Regions from separate parts of the Urocitellus parryii genome. Here region 1 is linked to region 2. Evidence: chromatin contacts called from public Hi-C data. All regions are on one chromosome and are shown on one strand. Each heading gives the region's core, a stretch centred on a gene start, on an enhancer-like site or on the middle of the called end of the contact. The rest is flanking DNA. Distances are from core to core; before and after follow the strand shown. Region 1 holds the start of U2surp (U2 snRNP associated SURP domain containing). Region 2 holds the start of Pls1 (plastin 1).

Region 1 (5,565 bases), core at 1,131-3,630, 390 kb before region 2:
CATAAACGTAGCAAGCTTTCCTAACAGTCCCCTAACAGCAAGTGGAGCTATTTTCATCACAAATCTATTGAATAACAAGAGTGGATAGAGTCAGGTACTAATGAATTTAAGCCACCTCTCTCTCTCTGAAGGAAGGGGAGAAGGAAAAAAAATCTACTGGGGAGGGATGGAAATACTATGGAGCAAAGGTTTGATGTAAAGCACCCCAAACTGTCCACCTACCATACTTTCACCTAACTAGAGGATGTCTGATAAGGACATTAACAATCACAAACTAAATAATTTGGTGAACATCATTTACCAAAAATGGCATTAAGACACGTTTATTAGAAACTGAGAAAGCAAAAATAAAATAGATTGTGATGTCTCGCAGATCAAAGAGCAAAGGCGAGGCTCTCCTCTTCTACCTAAACTTCCTAGTATCTGACTTAAAAATCATAGTCTGTAAGTCCCTAGAACCTTTCAGTGTTACACAACTTCTTTCATCAGCATCTCAATGCTCACCAACTGACTACTTCATGGCAGTAGCAATATTCTAATATTGAATTCCAGATGAGAAACAACGCAAAACAAACCATTTTTTAAAAAAAATTAAAAACGATGAAATGACCCGCCCAAGATGGCAACTAAGACGTGATATCAAAACCTTATTGACGCTAAACTATTTCCACAGCTCCCTGGTTTCACAAGATGTGCGCTCCGTTCCCTGTAAACTCAAGCGGAATTGACTGGGTATTTTCCAAGTCCACGGAAGTTCTTCCTTCGGTGGAACACACCACACGGAGGGAGGGACCCGGACTCTGCGACCCTCCCGAAAGAGGGTTCATTTTTCACTTCCTCTCCACGGAGGTGAAGGCCACGTGTAGAGCGCAGCGTTAACCTTGGCCACGCAACCCTGCCAAGGGTGGCCGCTCCCGCCTAGCTACTTCCCACCCCGCGTCCCCTCGCTCTCCGTCCTCCCTCCACAAACCTGCCACCCGAGAGCCCACGTACTCCTTGGAGGGCATGGAGGACACCGAAGATGGCCACAGCAGGTAAGACACGAAAGCCAAAGAACCAAGACAAAAAGAAACCGACACCCAAACACCGGGAGGCGATTCCCGCCTCTCCCGGGCGCTAGACCGCGGCCTCGGAGCCCAGCCGACTGGGACACAAGGGCGCGTTTTCAGGACTTCAGGTCTCCTTCTGAATCCCTGACTTCACTCCAGTGCCAAGCAAGGGGCAAGCTACACACGCCACCAGCCCCTGGGCACACCGGTCTCGAGCCGAATCCAGGCTGGGACCGAAGGGGGACATCAGGCCTCTAAACCTGCGCACCACGGTGCGGCGGCGCCCAGGCCTGCTGTTACGACCAGAACGGAGACCCCCACCCCAGCAACCCCTCGCCAGCCGGAAGCGTCCGTAGACCCTGGATGACAGCCATAGACCCACTGACTCATGAAGACCTCTAAGAAATTACCTTTGAACTGGCCTTCTGAGATCCGCCTGGCGTTTTGTCCGCCATCTTGAGCTTTGCCCCTCCTTCGGCGGCGGCAGCAGCACGAGCGAGTCGACCACCGAACGATTGGATCTCAGCGCAGCCCGCCAGCGGCCCGTAAGGCTAAGCAATCCACCGCCGGGATTATGGATTTAGGCCTAGTCGCGCACGTGACTTCCGGTGCCAGTCACTTCCCTGGGCCCGCCTCCTCTATGGGTCTTCTGGCAGTCGCGGTTCCTGAGCCTGTCATTGGGCCTGGGAATTTAAAGCATTTCCTTTTCCTGACTTTCAGGGCCTGCTGATAGTTCAGTCTGTTTTCCCAGAGCCGATTCTTGATAGATGCAGGCCAGTTTTTGTATTTCCTGGGCGGGAAGAGAACCAGCTGCTCGTTAAGAAATGCGCTGGCGGTCTGGGGAGGAGCGTTCCCTTCAATTCAGAAAATGGGTCTGATCGAGAAAAGATACTGTAAGCGCCACCTCGGGAGCTCACCTCCACATAGGAAAGCAATTTTGCAGCTTTCTCAGATGATGAATGTCGAGATAGAGTTGTGTCTGCAAAGCCCAGAAGAGAAGCGTTTGACCCAACCTGAGGGTGATCCGATAGAAACTGGGGCGTGCGCAACTGGAAGCATGCAAAGACGGTGAATGAAAGAAAATCGTTAAATATAGACCGACTTCTAAATCGAGTGTACAGGGGCTGGAGATGTGGCTCAGCGGTAGCGCGCTCGCCTGGCATGCGTGCGACCCGGGTTCGATCCTCAGCACCACATGCCAACAGAGATGTTGTGTCCGCCGAGAACTAAAAGATAAATATTGAAAATTCTCTCTCTATCCTCTCTCACTCTCTCTTTAAAAAAATAAAAATAAAAAAAAATTTTAAAAAAAAAATAAAAAAATAAATCGAGTGTACATGCAATCGTGTGCCGTTTTTTAAATTACATTTCACGCTCCGGTATTGTTTTCATCTTTAATCACATAAATGGGGGAAGCGCCATAAGCTTTTCTACTTGGTACTTTTTTGGGGTTCTTAATCAGGATCTGGATTCAAAGAGGGAAAGCTTGCTTGAGAAGGTCATTGCCTGAACGGAGCCAGGCAAGGAAAGTGGAAAGGGCATACCGGTCAGAGGAGGAGCTGAAGGGAAAGCCTTGTGGCATGAGTCAGGACAGTCCGTGCATTGTGCAATAAGGACTCCTGTCAAGTTTTATTCGACCAGATGTGGGAGGGGCGTGACTGGAGAGGTGGATGGGAGCAAATTCACACAGGGCAGAGGTAACCAGTGTAGTTAAGAGTTGGAATTCTATTCTGAGGATGAAGAGTGTCCATCAACAGTATTAATTTAGAGCTTTGATGTGGTCAAATATTTGTTTTAAAATGTTCTGAGGACTGGGGCTGGAGGAGTGTTCATGACCTTCTGTCCCTAATGCGTTTATTCAAAAATACTTCTGAGCCCTGTTTTGTGTATAAAAGTCTAACCCTGGTGTTATAAGGCTTTCAGAGACAGATAAATAAAGACTGGTCCTTATGTGATGTAAAACTTAGAGAGGAATGGGGGAGACAAGGAAACTACAAACTAACAAACACTATACATAATTTAGTTGATGCTTCAAAGAAGGATCAATAGCCCAAGGAACTCTGAAAGAAGTAGTTAATTCTGAGAGTAGGAATGGGTGAAGAGATGGGGGAGGGTTCACAGAAGAGAAAGCATGTGAGCCATCTCTGAAGAAGTAGAACTTTGTCTTGGGTGATGGGGGAACCCTTAGAACAGGATCTTCTACATGACTGGCCCTCCAGAGAGGTCAATGGTCATATGCACCAGGTACTGAGGAATCAGCAGGCAATCCTCCTGTTTCCTGTGAGGCAATGGAGGTGGAAGAAGAGACAATAAACAAACAAGAAATGATCAGAAAGTGACAATTTCTGTACATGAAATAAAACAGATTGATGCTTTGTACCCTCCAATCTCAGATCCTGCCACACTTTCTCCAGTTCTGAGCTTTTGCCCTCCCTCTCACCCTGGCCTCTAATTAAAGTCTAATCAGTTTTTTTACTCTTCCTGAAGATGCCACTTCCTTCCAGCAGCCTCACAAACCTATCTCCTTGGCAGAGCCTAGGCTAGATTCCCTGCTCTGTTTCCATGGGAACCTGTTCTTTCCCACTTGGGAGCTTATCACACTGGATCTTAGTTGGTTGTTTAGCCTAGGATTAGAAAGTGAAATCATCAGCTGAGTTGGAGGGAACAGGAGTGGGATGGAGTGTGCCTAGTGGTGTTCCTGCAATGCCACAGGCTGACTTTGTCACCATCAAGTGAACATATGCAGCTTTTCAGTCAAATCCCCAAAATCCTACTTTAAAAATATTTTTAACTAAATATTTGCTAGGAAACAGTAAAAACAAAGGAATATAGGCTTTCCTCCCTTTCTCCTTTTTTATATGATAAGCCCCAAATCAAGTCCAACAAATGTGACCAATTAAGTACACTTGAAAAAATCCAAAACCAAATTGCCAGGTGTGGTGGTACCTGTCTATAATCCCAGCAATTCAGGAGGCTGAGGCAGGAGGATCACAAGTTTGAGGCCAGCCTCAACAACTTAGTGAGGCCCTAAGCAATTAGTGAGACCCTGCCTCAAAATAAAAATAATAAAATGGTTGGGAATGTGACTCTGGTTAAGCACCCCTAGGTTCAATCCCTGGTACAAAAACAACAAAATTCAAAACCATGATTTGAAGCAGAGTTATTTATACATTTAAATTATGAAATCTTAGCCCTATCACTCAACTACAAACATGGGATAAAAATAATCCAAAAGGAATTTTACAGAATCAGAAGAATTTAATTATGTTCATAATTATTATTAACAAGGGACCTCACATAAATAGTAAGAACTATACAATCAATTGACCTCAGTTAGCATTACGTTTTTACAATTACACTCAAAGTACACCATTTTTCTCTCTCTGATGCTACTGTATTCCCCACAGCTGCCGTTTGTTTTTTTAAGAGTTTTGCCTAAGCTACTCTGTTCAGCACAACTTTCAAAGTCATCCTAGATACAGTCCATAGAGGTGTTTTGTTTGGCACAGCCAGGGGGATTTTTCTCTTTAAAATTTGAGCTAGCACTTTAAAATTGGAAGGTTTTACATAAAGTTCGCCTTTTGTTGAAATATGGGAAAATTGGGCAACAGTGGGGTACAATCCAGGTTGCTATAGCAAACCTCTGAGGAAGTGGACCGTGCACCCCCGTTGGCCAAGCTCTCACGTGGTGCACAAATTCTTCATACCCCGCCTGCTTGTAGACATTTTGGTCTTCTGCATCTGACACACAGTGTCAGTCTTAGCCAGGGGTGATTATCAGAACAATTAAAAGGCACCATCCAGAACCAACTTACCAACTAGGCCGAACAAAAAGCTCACTCAACTGCCAGAAGTCCACAGTACTTGTGGAGGTCCCCCAGAGTGTTTTCAAGGACAAGTGGAGTGGACAGAGCATTTCACAGTATGGATGGCTGTTGAAACTTCGCACATTGAAAGAGAGGGTTAGGATTTGGATTCCAAAGCTCTACAAGAAATTCAAAAAAGCTCTACAAGAAATTCATCAACGTTCATGGTAGAGCTTTTAGGAAATGATTGGACCAAAAGGACTCTAACGTTATCTGTAACTTGATTGGACTACCAGGTGGTAACTGTAAGTTGGTGGGACATGGTTGGAGGAAGTAGGTCACTGGAATCATGCCCTTGGGGACTATATATCCTGTCCCTGGCTCTCTCACTCTCTTTCCTGGCTGCTATGAGATGAGCAGCTTTTCTCAGTCACACCCTTTCGCCATGATGTTCTGCTTTGCGTCAGGCCCAGTGCAATGAGTTAGCTGACCATGGACTGAAACCTCTGAAACCCTGAGCCGAAATAAACTTTTCCTCCCTTAAGTTGTTCATGTCAGGTATTTTGATCAAAACAATGAAAAACTGACCAACACGGAGACCTTAAAAATGAGTGTTCAAAGCCAAAATTTCCCAAGTTATTCCAACAGACTGCTCTCAACTGATGTCACTTCCCTTCTAGAGAATTTTAAAGCAGTTTCTCCCTGCTCTC
Region 2 (5,168 bases), core at 265-2,764:
CCAACGAAGGAGGATAGTTTGGTTTCAAGACCAGCAAATTCGTAGGTGGGGCTTGAGTGACACTTCTTGAAAGGAGTTTATAAGGTACGGCAAGCTAAGTACTAGACACAGCTAGTTTTCTGCTCCAACCAGACTACATGAGAAAGTGGAAAAGAAAGTTTAATAACCTATTCAAATGATGAGAGGAGTTTCAGCAGGGAGAGGTAAAAAGATCCCTGAAATCAGAAAACCTGGTTCTCGGGTCCGGTTTTGCCAACGAGGGACTTGGGTGGCCACAGCAAGTCATCTAACCTCACTGGTCTCAGTTTTCTCATTTGTAAACTGAAGCAGTTGAACTGGCTGACCTCGAAGGCCCCTGCAGACCAAAACTGGACCAACTGTATATAATTTCTGCCATTAAAACATTCATCATGGGGGAAAGTAGGAGGTAAAATATCCCCTTTCTGTTTCTCTTCCTGAACTTTTCTTTTTCCTAAACTACTTCTGAGTGTGTCTCGCACATCACAAAGTTAACTTTACTATAATTTAACTTTACTGTAGAATTTCACTACAGAATTCAATTTAAAGAGAAGCTGATTCCAAGGGAAGAGCAGGATGCAAAAGCACTTGCTTTCTTCCTGACTCCTACACAGGGTTCAGTTTGCCTCCTGCCCTGAAATTGTGCTTAGGGTTCAAAAGGTTCTCTAGGAAATTTGTGCAGCACAGCTTTAGCCTCCTACAAGTGTATCCAGTACGGCAGCCCCAAAGTGAAATATATATCGATAGAAGCCATAAAATGTGACAGGATAAACAAAGGATGAAGTATGAGAACTTCTTTTAATAGTACCAAATGAAGATTTTTTTTTTTTAAAGCTGTAATGTTGAAAGGTAAAGGGGAGGGGATTCTGTAAAGTCAGTACTTTGAAATGCAGCTGAAACTGGAAAAGTTTGACAGTGAAAATCCGCTGAAAACTGACATTTCTCATGCCGCATCCAGAGGCCCCCATGCTCCAGGAAAGACACCAAACCCAGAAAGCACGGATGCAGTTTCATCCTAGCCCTATTGATCCTATGCACCAAAAGGCCAAAGACAAATAAATCAAGTCACAGAATTCAAACGAAAAAGACTGATCCAGAAAGTCTCGCGAACAGCCACCGAAAGTTTAAAACAGAAGACTCAATCAAATGCCTTACTTTATGCAGAGATGCATAGTAACGCACGTCTCATGTATATTGTTTAAATAGTGCAAATACACGGTGTAACACCTGCGGGCACTTCTTGCTGCCCCAAGTGGGCAGAGCGCGTCCGGAGATCCGCTGGCGCCGCACCGCACGGCGGGGAGAGCCTGGCTGGCGAGGATCTCTGACTGCCCCCCGAGGAAGTCAAGCTTTGCTTTTCTTCGGTCGGTCCTGCCTGCCTTTAGGGCCCCGACTCCCGCATTCCCACGCCTGGTACCTGCTGCGATCGTACTGCAGCTCCGGCTGGGGATCCCCGAGCCCCGCAGGTCGACTCTGCAGCTACCTCTGCGCGCCCGCCCCGCTGCTGCGCTCGCCCCCACCGCGCATGCGCGACCGGCTACCCCGGCTCGCAAACTCGGAATCCACTCGCCGGGTTTTGGCTGCAGCTTTCAGGGAGGGGACCTCCAGCTAAGAACCTGGTTCTGGAGGAGGATGAAAGAAGCTGCAGGTGCGGGGAGGGGGAAGGAGCAAGGAGGAGGTGGGTGGGCTCGGCGGCCACGTCATCCCTGCAGACCCCCCCCCACCTTCACCAACCCCAAAGATGACCCTCTACCCCCTCTTAAACTCGAGTGTGAATTGGCATCACCTGGAGGGCTTGTTAAACTAGACCCAGAGTTTCAGGGGGTCTGGAGAGATACTTGGTATTCTAGAATGTTCTCTGGGGAAGCTGCTGCTACTAGTCTGGGTACCACATGTTGAAAGCCACAGGTCAAAAGAAAAGCTATTTGTTATGAAAGAAAAAGTTTTCTTTCCTTTTGAGATTTCACATAACACTTCCTTGTCATATACCAGCCACACCTGTTTGAAATAAATAAATACCTAAAGACTGTCCTCAAACAAAGGTGGGATGTTTCCTCTAGCACGTGAGTCAGGTGAATGGAATGCAGCTTCAAGAGTTCTCACCAATGTTGCCTGCAGCATAATCCCTAGCTCCTGGGCCCCTTAGTGCAGTCCAGGGAACAGAGCTGCTCCCTATCTTGTTGTCCCTCCCCCCTTTTTTTTCTAAATATTTATTTTTTAGTTTGAGGTGTTTTATTTTTATGTGGTGCTGAGTTCGGTCCTCAGCACCCTGCGCATGCCAGGCGAGGGTGGCATGCTACAGCTTGAGCCACATCCCCAACCCATCTTGTTGCCCCTTTAACTCAGAGTCCTGCGTGCCCCCTTTGCACCCAGCACTGTGGGTGATACAGAAGGGGCACCAAAAAACCCTGACATGGTCGTAACAGGGCTGGAGAAGAAAGGAGGAGGTTGAAATTATTTTAAGAACCCAAAAGAAGTGGATGAGCAATTAATTTGGAAGTAGGTGAGCCAGGGAGGGAGAGGATAAGAATTTCTTCTTATCCTCAACTTAGAGAAACATGAAAATTTAGTATTTTTATCTGAGCCTGGATACACAGACGGGTTGAGAATGCAAGGTCTCACAAAACATTTCTTTAAAAGTGCAACACAGATATCCCTAGGGTTATCCAAAATAAATTGAAATATATGCCCAAAGTCTTTGTTCATAGGCAGTTTTTTTTTTTTTCCACAGTAGCCCCAGTCAAGAAGGAACTCAACTGTCCATCAACAAGTGAATGAAAAAACAAATTGTGGTAAACCTATACAATGGAGTATGTTACTCAGCATTGAAAAAGAAGTAACTACTCACACAGGCTTCAACATGGACAAATCTCAAAATCATTTGCTGAGTTGAAAAAGCCAGAGATAAATACATACTTATGATTCTATTTGTATGAAGTGTAACCTATAATGACAAAAATAAGTGATTACCTAGAGCCAGGATGGAGGAAAGGATGCACATTGGTAGGGGGGCTTTGTGGGTGTGGTGGCACATGCCTATAATACCATCCACTCAGGAGACTGAGGTAGGAGGATCACAAGTTCAAGGCCAGACTCAGCAATTTAGCAAGACCTTGTCTCAAAATAAAAAATAAAAAGGGCAGGTGAGGTGGCTCAGTAGCTGAGCATCCCTCTGTTCAACCTTCAGTATCCCCAAAAACCTTTTCAGGTAATGGAAGTTTTCTCTTTATTAATCATAGTGATGCTTTCACTACATACAGAACTGTCAAAGCTAAATTGTAGACTTTAAATACATGGAATTTGTTTTACATAAAGTATTCCTCAATAAAGTTGGAAAGAAAAAAATCAAATATCTTAGGATCTTCATATTTAGTGGAAATATTGACCAAGATAAGTTCATGAGGAAATGCAAACTAAACAAGTGTGACCTGATTGTGAAGGAAGCAAAATAAAGCTGCCCTCCAGAGATAGCTAAAAGTAATCAATATAAAATGTCTGAGGCAGCCATCGAAAAAGTAACCAACCCAAAGATAGGGCTTGTAATGTACGAATGATAAAACTAGAGCGTTTATCAAAAGTATCTTCCAAATCTGAATAGTAAATAGAGTATATCATTGGAAATGCACAAGCAGTACGTTCTTTTTTTAATATTTATTTTTATATATTTATTTTTATGTGGTGCTGAGGATCGAACCCAGGGCCTCAAGCATGCAAGGCAAGTGCTCTACCACTGAACTATAACCCCAGCCCCAACAACCAGCACATTATTTTAAAAAGAAAATTGTTCTCTGCTCGGCTGATTGTATTGCCACCAATAAGGAGCAGGGTTTTCAAATTGTGTTCATAGGAGTCATAGGTTTCTGGAAGATCAAAAACAGGGTTCTGGGGCAGGGACCTCAGGCCAGCCAACGCAACTTATTTACATATTACAAGGTCTTATTTGATAAAAGTGTTCTACTGATAATTCAAAGAGTAATCATTTGAAAATACTTGAAGTAATAGCACCAGGTAGGAAGAATTCACACAGAGGAGATGCAGTCTTGGTGGGCACAAGTACACTGTAGTCATGGTAATAACCCTAGGTTCCAGTCTTTCTAGCTTAGTCCCAATTTTAAGTATTTGTTATGACATGAATCAGATCTAATGATGCATTCCAATTGTTGATAAAAAAAAAACAAGGATGGTTTCCTGGATCTTCTGCAGTTTGTATAAAATACCAATAACAACAATAGCTAAGAGTTCTTGACCTACTGGGTACCTCTCATCATTTTAAGCACTTGTAAGTGTTTTCTCCTTGAAGATCCATGGCAACCCTATGAAATTAGCCTCATTTTATATGTGAGAAAACCAAGATATAAAATATTACTTTTCTCTCAATACAACTCAATAAAGACTAAAGAAATAAAAACTAAAGACAACTAAATAAAAATGTCTCTTATATTAAGACAATCTTTGCTGATTCCATTCTTCTTCCCAAAGATCCATCTGGATTATTAATTTATTTTTATGGGCTCATTCTTGGAGCAGACTCCACTGATCACCACCATCATCATCTTCACCATTAACACTGAGGTTTATTCTGTTTCCTATGTACTTACTTCTGTTCCCAGAAGTTCACCTACTTTATTTCATTTAATGTTCACAAGGACTAAAGTAGAGGTTCAGAAATATTATGTAACAAAGACAGTGAATGATGGACCAGGATTCTGACTCAAGTTCAACTCTCCATCGTGCTTTTTACCATAATACTAGTCCCTACAAAATTACGTCTCTTACTGTAAAGGGGAAATATAGACATTCTGGATTACAAGTGAGTCTCTGTGAATGTGTCTAGTGTTGGAAACCAGAGAATCACAGTTTCTAAAATGAGTTGTAACCATAACACCCAACTGCCACCAGCCTTGATCCAAACCCTGGAATCTGCTGCTACCCACAAGTGTTAATTTCATGTCCCATTTCAGGAAACACGGATGCATTTTTAATGACACAAGCAAGTACCATGAAAATACTTAGTTTATTTGGTCATTTTTCCAGAAAGAAGAAAGTAGAGAAAAAATTTTTTAAAAAGTGGAAAAGAGTAAAATTAGGTATTCATTTCAACTTTGACTTTATGATAACTTTTTATTCAAGATATCACTTAAAGAATAATT

What was found. A called contact is a pair of places that touch in the nucleus more often than the background predicts.
Region 1: a contact with region 2 is called in a Hi-C map of muscle, with 2.5 times the contacts expected there. The contact joins the promoter of U2surp here to the promoter of Pls1 in region 2. A contact is called at or near these places in 2 of 2 Hi-C or Micro-C datasets (liver and muscle).

Annotation. Positions count from the first base shown.
Region 1 is chr2:106,234,124-106,239,688 of mUroPar1.hap1, reverse strand. It overlaps U2surp (U2 snRNP associated SURP domain containing), which reads right to left and starts at 2,380. Exons shown (of 28, transcript XM_026384999.2): 1 at 1,460-2,380. The coding sequence starts at 1,504.
Region 2 is chr2:105,838,866-105,844,033 of mUroPar1.hap1, reverse strand. It overlaps Pls1 (plastin 1), which reads right to left and starts at 1,514. Exons shown (of 16, transcript XM_026385062.2): 1 at 1,436-1,514.